Linked DNA regions of Anser cygnoides: region 1 is linked to region 2. Evidence: chromatin contacts called from public Hi-C data. All regions are on one chromosome and are shown on one strand. The core of a region is the stretch at or near the end of the contact, and the rest is flanking DNA. Distances in the headings are between cores, read along the strand shown. Region 1 holds the start of RSU1 (Ras suppressor protein 1). Region 2 holds the start of VIM (vimentin).

What was found. A called contact is a pair of places that touch in the nucleus more often than the background predicts.
Region 1: a Hi-C map of granulosa cells shows a contact between it and region 2, with 2.0 times the contacts expected there. The contact joins the promoter of RSU1 here to the promoter of VIM in region 2. A contact is called at or near these places in 5 of 7 Hi-C or Micro-C datasets (fetal liver, granulosa cells and liver).

Annotation. Positions count from the first base shown.
Region 1 is chr2:22,305,872-22,310,518 of Taihu_goose_T2T_genome, forward strand. It overlaps RSU1 (Ras suppressor protein 1), which reads left to right and starts at 2,174. Exons shown (of 9, transcript XM_066991668.1): 1 at 2,174-2,192; 2 at 2,558-2,669. The coding sequence starts at 2,561.
Region 2 is chr2:22,102,817-22,107,359 of Taihu_goose_T2T_genome, forward strand. VIM (vimentin) reads right to left here and starts at 1,761. Exons shown (of 9, transcript XM_048061750.2): 1 at 1,126-1,761; 2 at 972-1,032. The coding sequence starts at 1,670. TRDMT1 (tRNA aspartic acid methyltransferase 1) reads left to right here and starts at 3,041. Exons shown (of 12, transcript XM_048061821.2): 1 at 3,041-3,111.

The DNA of each region.
Region 1 (4,647 bases), core at 924-3,423, 200 kb after region 2:
AAAATTGAGAAGTAATAACAGAATGAGATCGTTAGGGCTACAGGTACTTGAATTAAAGGAGAGAGAAGATATACAGCTACAGTGCTAGAAAACATGGTGCTGGTCAATTTAAAACATTCGCCAGTTGTAGTTACATTTACAAAGCATTTTGGCTGAAAGACAGTTTTCAGTTGGCTCATAAAGCAAAGGAGGAGGTGTCCCAGTTTCCCACAGTAACTCAAGATAAGCATCCTAGGCACCAGAATTGAGATTTTTCTTGTAATTATTTTTCTGTCAGCTGCCAAACTAAAACCACAGAATTATTTGGCAGTCCTGATTAAAAGGAAACGTAGTAAGAATTAATAGCATTGACTACTGTACAAAATAACAATAGCAACAATACAGGATTGCTAACAAATAAATGCTTAAAATTAAAATATCCGATAATAAAAATAGAGTCCAAATTCTAGAAGTTTGCTTTTATAAGGCAAAGATCAGCAAATAAATAGTGTGCCAGTCATCACACCGAATTATTCTAATTTTCGTGGATAAATTTCTAGCAGCAATGCCTAGCAATATACAAATGTTTTTGCCGGCACATGTTGCTGTTGTGTTGTTTTGAATACACACAACCCCTGCATTAAAACTGATTAAAATTGATTTTTTTTTTTTTGAAAATAGAAGGGTATCTATCTATTTCTTTCTTTATTTATTTTTCTGGATAGTACAGTGAGACACAAGTAAGTTCACTCTGGAGAAGCCTGCACTGTGAGCTCAACAGCCATGCATTTGGGAAGGTCTCCAGCTGGCCAGCCTGTAGCTAGGGGTACAGAGGGAGCTGGGGATACTTGGGGTCAGGGGGGTTAAGGAAGAATTGGATATGCTGAGGTGCCAGGGGACAAGAGAGGAGATAGAGGGTTACTGCAGGGGCACAGGCCCTCTTCAGGAAATTAGCCTTCATCAGTACTACTGCTAATGGGAGAACCTGAAACTTAAGCTTTCAAGATCAGGGAATGACCAGACACTTGGTCAGTATGTCTCACATGCTTACTTTCCCACTCTTTCTCATCCAATTGGTATTTAGTGCTTCATGAGAAGCTGAAAATCTTTAAAGTGAAGGCTGGAAAGCATCCCCTCTGTGTCAAATCCAGTGTGGACCTCAGTAGGGTATGGATTAGTGTTTGCTCATATGGGAGGTTTGCTGAAGCAGTAACCAAAGCAGACCCCATAGAAGATGCGAGTAAAACATGAACTGTTTCCAAAGAAGATGGAAATGAAATTACCAGGACAAAGAAAGCAGTCCTGACAAAAGCCAGTAAGGGAAATAAGTTTATTGAAGAGGGAGTAATTAAATACTTCTACAATAGGGATCAAACGTGGACATTCAGGTCACGTGCAATGTAACATGCAGTTGTTTTATCACTGCATAAATGGGGTAGTGCGAAGCCAGGTGAGCTGGTCAGCCATAAAGACACAGCCTGCGAGGACCTTGTCACAGGCACATGGGCTTGAGCTGTTTGTTGGGGTAAGCAAACTAGGACGTTATTTTACAGACGACGAATCTGGATAAGCCTTTGCTACTAAATGAAGCCTGACTGTCCTTTGTGAAGGAAGAGCAGTAAATATGCTGGCACCTTACTCTGTGAGGCAACTGACTGGCGGCAATCAGGGCGCACTTGGTTACACGTGGAAGCGGTGCAGGCTCTCGTCCTGCAGATGAAGAGGAACTGAACATTGCTGGCTTGTGCATCACAGTGACTTACATGCTGCTGAGTGATCTAGATAAAGGGAAGTTCTTGCAGTTGTGCTTTGTCTGACAGACCTGAGAGCAGCCTGTAACTTCAGGGAAGGGCTGAAGGCAGTTAAGAGCCACTTAGACGGAAACGTGCTACTGCAAATTAAATCATTTCTAAAAAAGGAAACACTGAGGTTATACCCGCAGCAATGCCAGGCCTGCGTTTGCTGGTTAAGGCACCTTCCCGTTTACCACCCTGGTTTCAGTGGATATTACTTTTAATAACTCTTTCAGTGGATGTTATTTGTAATAACTCAGCTGCCAGGCAGCGCCCCAGGGCCTTGTGCAGGACGCCCCCCGCCAGGGGCTGCCGGCGCCAAGATGGCTCCGCCCTGAGGCGCGCCCCGACGCCTCCTTCCCCTCTGCGAAATGGCGGCGGTCCGTCTGCCCAGGTTAACGTCTGTGAGGCGCTGCCCAGGTGCTCAGGCTGAGCAAGGGCCCCTCACAACCTTTACTCACAACCCTCTTCCTCTTCCTCCTTCTCTTCTTCCTCCTCCTCCTCCTCCCCTTCACCCCCCTCCCCTTCCGGCCGGGCGGGGCTCGGGGCGGGGAGCGGCGGCAGGGCCGGGACCGGGACCGGGACCGGGTCCGAGGGCAGCCGGGGGGAGCTGAGGGGAGCCGGGCAGCGCCGGGCTGCGCAGCGCCGTGAGTGGCCGCGGGGGCTCGGCCCGCACCGGGGGGCTCGGCAGGGGGGTCGGGGGGCGGCCGGGGCTCCGCCGGGCTGTGGGGGGGACACACGGGGGGACACGGCCGGCGCCTGACGGTGTTCGCATCCCCGCCCAGGCCATGTCCAAGTCGCTGAAGAAGATGGTGGAGGAGAGCCGGGAGAAGAACCAGCCCGAGGTGGACATGTGCGACCGCGGCGTCTCCAACATGCTGGACGTGCCCGGGCTCTGTACGTAGCGGCGGCGCTGCCTTATTTGTACCGCGCGGCCGGGCCTCGGCTCCGGCACCAGCCTCGGCAGCGCCGAGCTGGAAACGCTTATTTCATGCAAAAGGCTCTTCTGAGCTTGCTGTGCAGGCAGGGCCAGGCCAGCAGGGTGCTCCGCAAGGTGCTCCCCGGTGCCGAGTTGCGAATTTGGCATCCGAACCTTGTTTGGCAGCGAGTTTGTTGCATAAAGTGGGGGCTTGTGGTACCCCAACTCGCATCCATCACACGGTGGATGCACCTTCCGTGGCTTGTTTTAGCGTGGGGGCCTGGGGCCTTCTCCACCCTGAGATCAAACTTAGGGGAGGGGGAAATGATGGCTGCTTTCTGTCCAGTTAGTCCAGAGCTTCTTGCTTTTTCAGTTACTCTCCGCTCTGGCTGAATTGCAAGGTGTTTTTTTTTTTGGTGTTTTTCTTATTTCTGTCGAGGCGTTTGTCACTGTTTCCTTGGAGAAGGAATAACTTCCTCCAAGTGTGCTTTTAAAGAAGCAGTGAATAGGTATTGTGTCTTATGAATTGTAGGTGGTGGTTTGAGAAGGCGTGGAAGTGGCTTGTTTCCTAGCCCTGCCACCTGTCTCCTAAGGAGTGAACTTCTCTAGTACAGAAGTGAGTGTCCGGGCTTTTCTGGCTTTCTGAGCTGGCAGGGAAGTTAAATGGGTCTGGTCCAGCACCTCTCCTGTTAGGGGTGCTGAATTTCTTTCCAGCACGGAGTTACAGCTTGCTGTTTCAGAAACTGATTTTTCCATGAAATACAAACATGTTATAAGCAAGGGTAGCGATTCATGCCCGGTGACTGTCCTTTCTTAGCATCTTGTCTTTAATGAGATCCACTGGTAGATGTTTAGAGATGAGTATAACGTTAGGTTAGCATCAGAGAGAACATTACGGTGGTGTTTCCTTTCTTTTTAGCAATTTGAGGTTTAAGGACTTACTAGGCTGGAGGGTATTCCTGAGTTATGTTCACTAGCTGCTGATGGGGATTTTGTGTCCTGAAAGTACTTAATTGTTGTCAGTCCTGCCCCCCGCCCCAAGTGGACAGTGATTCTTCAAATAAGCCGCTCTCTGTAGTCTTAGTTGCTTTTCAAGAAAAGTGCCAAGCCTTGTCCCACTGCGCGTTTGAGTACTCACAGCAGCGTGCCCAGTGACTCGTGTTTAAACTTCCTTAATTCACGTAAAGTAGATGCAGACACAGCAACTAGGAAGTAGCTCTGCTCTGTGTGCAAATCCTATTCCTTCAGGTACGGATCTATTCTTGTCTTGTGTGTATAAAAACCAAAAATATTCAGGGACTATAGAAAACTGATGCCATGCTGGGGAGGGAGAAGAAGAAGGGAGGAGGAATATATGCAGTGGCTTGGGTAGGACTCTTCTGGCTTTTCTTCCTAGGCTAGTGACTGACTTGCTCCAATACAGGGCAGCCACTCTTTTCTTTTGCCTTAACTCCCACCCTTTGGGAAGAAAGTTGCAGGACAGACAAAATCAAGCATTTGCCTCTGTCAAATGTCAATGTTTTTTTCCAATTCAAGAGGAAGTACTTCTCCTGTGTGGATGAAGATCGACACTCAGTGTCTGAAATTGTCTTAAACTAGCTTAGACCTCTGCATCTCTTCCTGCTTTCATCTTCAGTAAAGGGAAGGCTGAGCTGTCAGCTCATTTATACTTTAGCATTGAGATTCACAAAGTTATGTTCAGAGGTCCCTGAACAGCTGCTCACTCAGGAGTTCATTAGTGTCATTAGAGGTCATGACAACCGTTTTTTGAATATTCTTCAAATCCAGGCATTTCAGTGTTTTCTACTAGTTGTACTTGAAGCACGAACTAGAATTGTGCTACAGGCCTTCAGAGCATCTGGACTTTCAGAAATGTAAATAAGTAATCTCTTTTCACAGATGCAGCAGAGTAGTTCTGTAGGAGAGTTCATCTGAGATTTAAAATGTGCCTTGATC
Region 2 (4,543 bases), core at 511-3,010:
GACTGAACAGCTCTGAGACTAAGTCAGTCAGTGCTGGAGATACTGGGCGGTCAGTTCCAGCTAGGAGGAGTACTAGCAACGCAGCGGTTTTAGGGAAGATAACTTGTTTTGAGAAGGCACATTCCTAAATATCTCCTAGTCCAAACAAGGCTTAATCCAAGCCAAAAGCTGTTTTTGCGCAAATCAAAGCCTGAGCTCAGAACTTTTTGAACGCTACACAGCTGGTTCTGGCCGCCACTTAGGTTTTAGTTCATCTGGCCAACACTGTAGCTTCCTTACAGAGACTAAACTCCAGTGCAGATTGTTTCTGACATTAACGCCTTGGTTTACACGGGATGAAACACCACATTCCTAACAGACATCAGAAGAATACAACTTGACTGCTGTGAACTTACCCCAGGAACGAATTGCCTGTTTCCAATCAGCAGACACCACCGATACGAGGGGCTAAATTTGAAACAGTTTTCTGGTAGGGCACCGAGCGATGCGATTCACCAAAAGGGAGCTCTGCCTTGTACAAAACCTCAGCCCCACATGTCAGACACTTCTCCCTCGAAATGTGCCCGCAACATTACACACTCGGTAAGAATGCAGCCCCCTGCGCCCCCCCTCCGACACAAAGGGGTCTATTATCCCAATCCGCTGCCGCCACACTCGCCGTAATGCCTCTATCTGCATTCCTCGGTGAATCCCATAGAAACCATTAATACCCTTCAGCCAAGCGAGCAGATGGCTGCTCCCTTTCGCTTTTATTGGCTCGGAAAGCGATTCCACATCGGAGCGCTTTTGTAACACCGGCCAGACTCGGATCAAGCCAGACAATGGCCTCCCCCCTCCCTTTTGGGGTCCCCTAAAGCCAACGGGGCGGCTCCGCGTGAGAACCGCGGCGGCTCCTTTGTGTGGGGCCGCGGCCCCCCGGCCCCCCCCCGGCCTCTCCCCGCCTCCCACAGCCCGGGGCTCCCCGCACCGACCTGCCTGAAGGACTGCAGGGTGTTCTCCGCCTCCTCCCGCTGCAGCATCTCCTCCTGCAACCTGCAAGCGGCGAGACACGGTGAGGGGCCGCCCGGCGGGCCCTGCCCTGCCCTCCCCACCCCTCCCCGTGCCCCCCCCTCAGGCCCCACTCACTTCTCCCTCAGCCTCATGATGTCGTCGGCCAGGTTGTCCCGCTCCACCTCCACCCGCGCCTTGTCGTTGGTGAGCTGGTCCACCTGCCGGCGCAGCTCCCGCATCTCCTCCTCGTACAGGTCGCCCAGGCGGGACGTGCCCTTGCCCTTGAGCTGCTCCAGCTCGGCCAGCAGGATCTTGTTCTGCTGCTCCAAGAAGCGCACCTTGTCGATGTAGTTGGCGAAGCGGTCGTTGAGCTCCTGCAGCTCCACCTTCTCGTTGGTGCGGTTCGCCTTGAACTCCGTGTTGATGGCGTCGGCCAGCGTGAAGTCCACGGCGTCGTGGAGCCGCATGGGCGGCATGCTGCTCCGCAGCCGCACCGAGGTGGCCTTGGTGGCGTACATGCCGCCGGGCGAGGCGGACACGAAGCGGGCGCTGCTGGGTCGCAGCGAGCTGCCCAGCGAGTACCGGCTGCTGCTGCTCGTCACGTAGCGGCTCGACGTGCCGGGCCGGCTGCCCCCGCCGAACATGCGGCGGTACGAGGAGTTCTTGCTGCTGATGCTCATGGCGGTAGCGGCGGAGCAGAAGAAGAAGCGGGCTTTGTAATCCGGCGGGGAGCTGAGGCGAGGCGAGGCTCTGAGGAGAAGGGCGGTGGCCCCCGCCCGGGCCCCATCTTTTGAGGCGGCGCCGGGCCCGCCCCGAGCCGCCCGCCGCCAATGGCCGCGCCCGGCCCGCGGGGAGGGGACGGCACGGCCCGGGGGGGGGACGGGGCGGGGGGCTCCTGGCGGCGCAAAGCGGGGCGGGGGGCGGCACCCGCGGGCTGCCGAGGGGGGGCTGTGGCTGCCCCGACCCCCCACGCCCCCTCTGGAGCCGGCGCAGTGATTTGGAGGGCGGGTATGGAAAGCCCGGAGCCCGCGCTGGGGCTGTACACGTAGCGCTGAGTCTTTCTGAGAAACCGTTTTTTTTGGTGTGGTTTTTGTTTTTTTTTTTTTTTTGGTTTTCCCTCTTTCTTAACTTTCTGAAAGACAGGAAGGTTAGGGGAGAGTGATGCTAACTCTGCACAGAGGGCTGCCAAACGTCCAGCACAAGCAGAAAAATGAAACGTTTCTGTCTTCCTTTGTCACGAGCAGCCCCCTCAGCTACCTCAGCGCACACACGGCACTTCACGGTGTCCACAGCACTTCACGGTGTCCTCCTCACTTCACAGCACTTCACGGTGTCCTCCTCACTTCACAGCACTTCATGGTGTCCTCCATCCACTCGGGTCTGGCCCTCGGGTAACCGCGGCCCCGGGCCGGGGCTGGTTTTTAGTGTGGATGCCAGGATGATACTGAGAAGCTGCAAGCGGGATCTCGCTGTGCTTTTGGACACAATCCCTGTAACAACTAGGATAGCAGCAGGCTTGGTTTTAGCCAAGGCTTTTTAATAGGCTTTTGCTTTTAATTTCAGTAGGCAAACCACCAGAGTCCTCGGAAGGCCCCTCTCCGAATGATAACTATTCACTAGACTTGATCCCCAAATAGCCTCAAAGGCCAGGCAAAAATCCCAGTGTTTCCAGAGCAGTGGTGCTACCCAACTGGGGCTGCCCAGCGGTAGAGACGAGTGATGTTGGTAGTACAGGGCATAGCATGTGGCAGAGAAAAACTAGACTGAGTAGCAGTAAGAACACTCCCCAAGATCATTTTCAGCATGAATGCAGAAGTAATTTAAGGGAGATGATGGAAGCCCATATCATTTAGAGAGTATAAAACTTGACTGGCCAAAGCATGAGGCATGTTCTCTAGGGAGCAATCCTGCAGTGACATATCTCATAAGTGACACATTTTTCCTCTTTGTGATAGGAAGTGACTGATATAGCATAGAGATATTAACTGTAATGTATTCCTTCAGCACTTATGGGATGCAAAACTACCACTGATTTTTAATTCTTTTCAACTTGCAGTCCTGCAGAAGCAAGTATCTGCACTGGAAATTCTGATAAACCTGAACACGAGCAGTGGGCAGACGGTAAGGTCATTTTCTTACCCCAATTCACAGTGAACACAGCTATTCTGCTTCAGGTATTGTACCTTACGAGGAAGAATTGAAGCCTATATATTTTATTAATTTTTGTTTGTTTGTTTGCTTTTGGTGTGTTTTAGTTTGATGGCAACAAGAAGTAAAGGAATACAGTTTGTGTCTAAATGTCGGTAATTTTCTTTGTCGTGCACAGAAGCTTAGTAGCAACAATGAAGCTGACAAGGTTGAGCTACTGAAGTGCTTGCAGCATGAGTCCTAGCCTACAGCCTGCTTCATTCACGCCCTGAATAGGAGGTAGGGGCCATTCAGCCTTCCTGAGGCTGGCTGGCTCTTCGGTCCTCTGACAGTGCTTTGTTCAAGCCATCAAGTTTGAGCTATAAGGCTCTGTGAGTCCTGGCACAAAAGTACACGCTTCTTGTATGAGCAGGCAAAAAGTAAAGCGGCACATAGCATACAGCCTCACAGAGTAAAGACGCTTTACTCAGCAGCGCCGATAGTTGTAACAGATTGTTGGTTTTTGAAAGGTGCGCCATGCTCAATCTGTTTCTCTTAATAGACCACAACTTGTTTCTACTCCACAAAACCTTTTATGGCACACACATGCAACTGTCATCCTTCTTTCAGAAAATGCTTTGCCCCTAAAATTCAGGGAAGTGTTTGTTCTGGTAAATAAATATGACCTCCTTCCCCCTTGTTTCGAACGTAATTTCCATATGTTTATGCCAATGCTACCATATGTACTCTTGGCTACCTGCCTCATTGCTGTTTCTCACTGTGAAATTTTCCTAAAAATGTTAGGATATTGTCAGTTGTCAGACTTACAATAAACTCTAAAGTGCCTTTTGCTGGTTGGCATTTAACACAGGTGCAGAAATGGAGGAAGCTCCAAGTTTCTTGTAAGGCTGTGATAAACATAACCTATATTTGCATCCCAAACCCAAAGGGGAACAAAAACTGGGCTCTTGAAATGCAGAAAGATCTCCACAGTACTTGGCAGCAAAGGTATCTCAGCATAGCTGTAAAAATCATGGAGAGTGTACTTGTTTGAACTGAAATAAAACCACAGTAATAGGCCTAATTTTAAAGAAAGTGCCATGGGACTCTTGGAGACCCTGGCCAGTCAGGATCTTGACCACTTCTTACATGAAGGATACACAGCTAATAACATCACTAAACGCCACGTAGGGGATTATTCATAGACTGGTCTGTTAATGAAGGATCACCTGCATTGTTCATTGCCTTCCTTTGCAATTCAGTGCTCAGCCAGGCCAGCTGCTGTTCAGCCTGCTGCCACTTATCTCTGCAGAGGTAGATCAGAAGAAAGCCAATGGCACTCTGAAAAGGAAATTTGTATTTTTCTTGTGAGCCTTTCGGCTGCTACATTTGTTTTTGGCCTTCTTAATTTTTATTTTTTTATTTT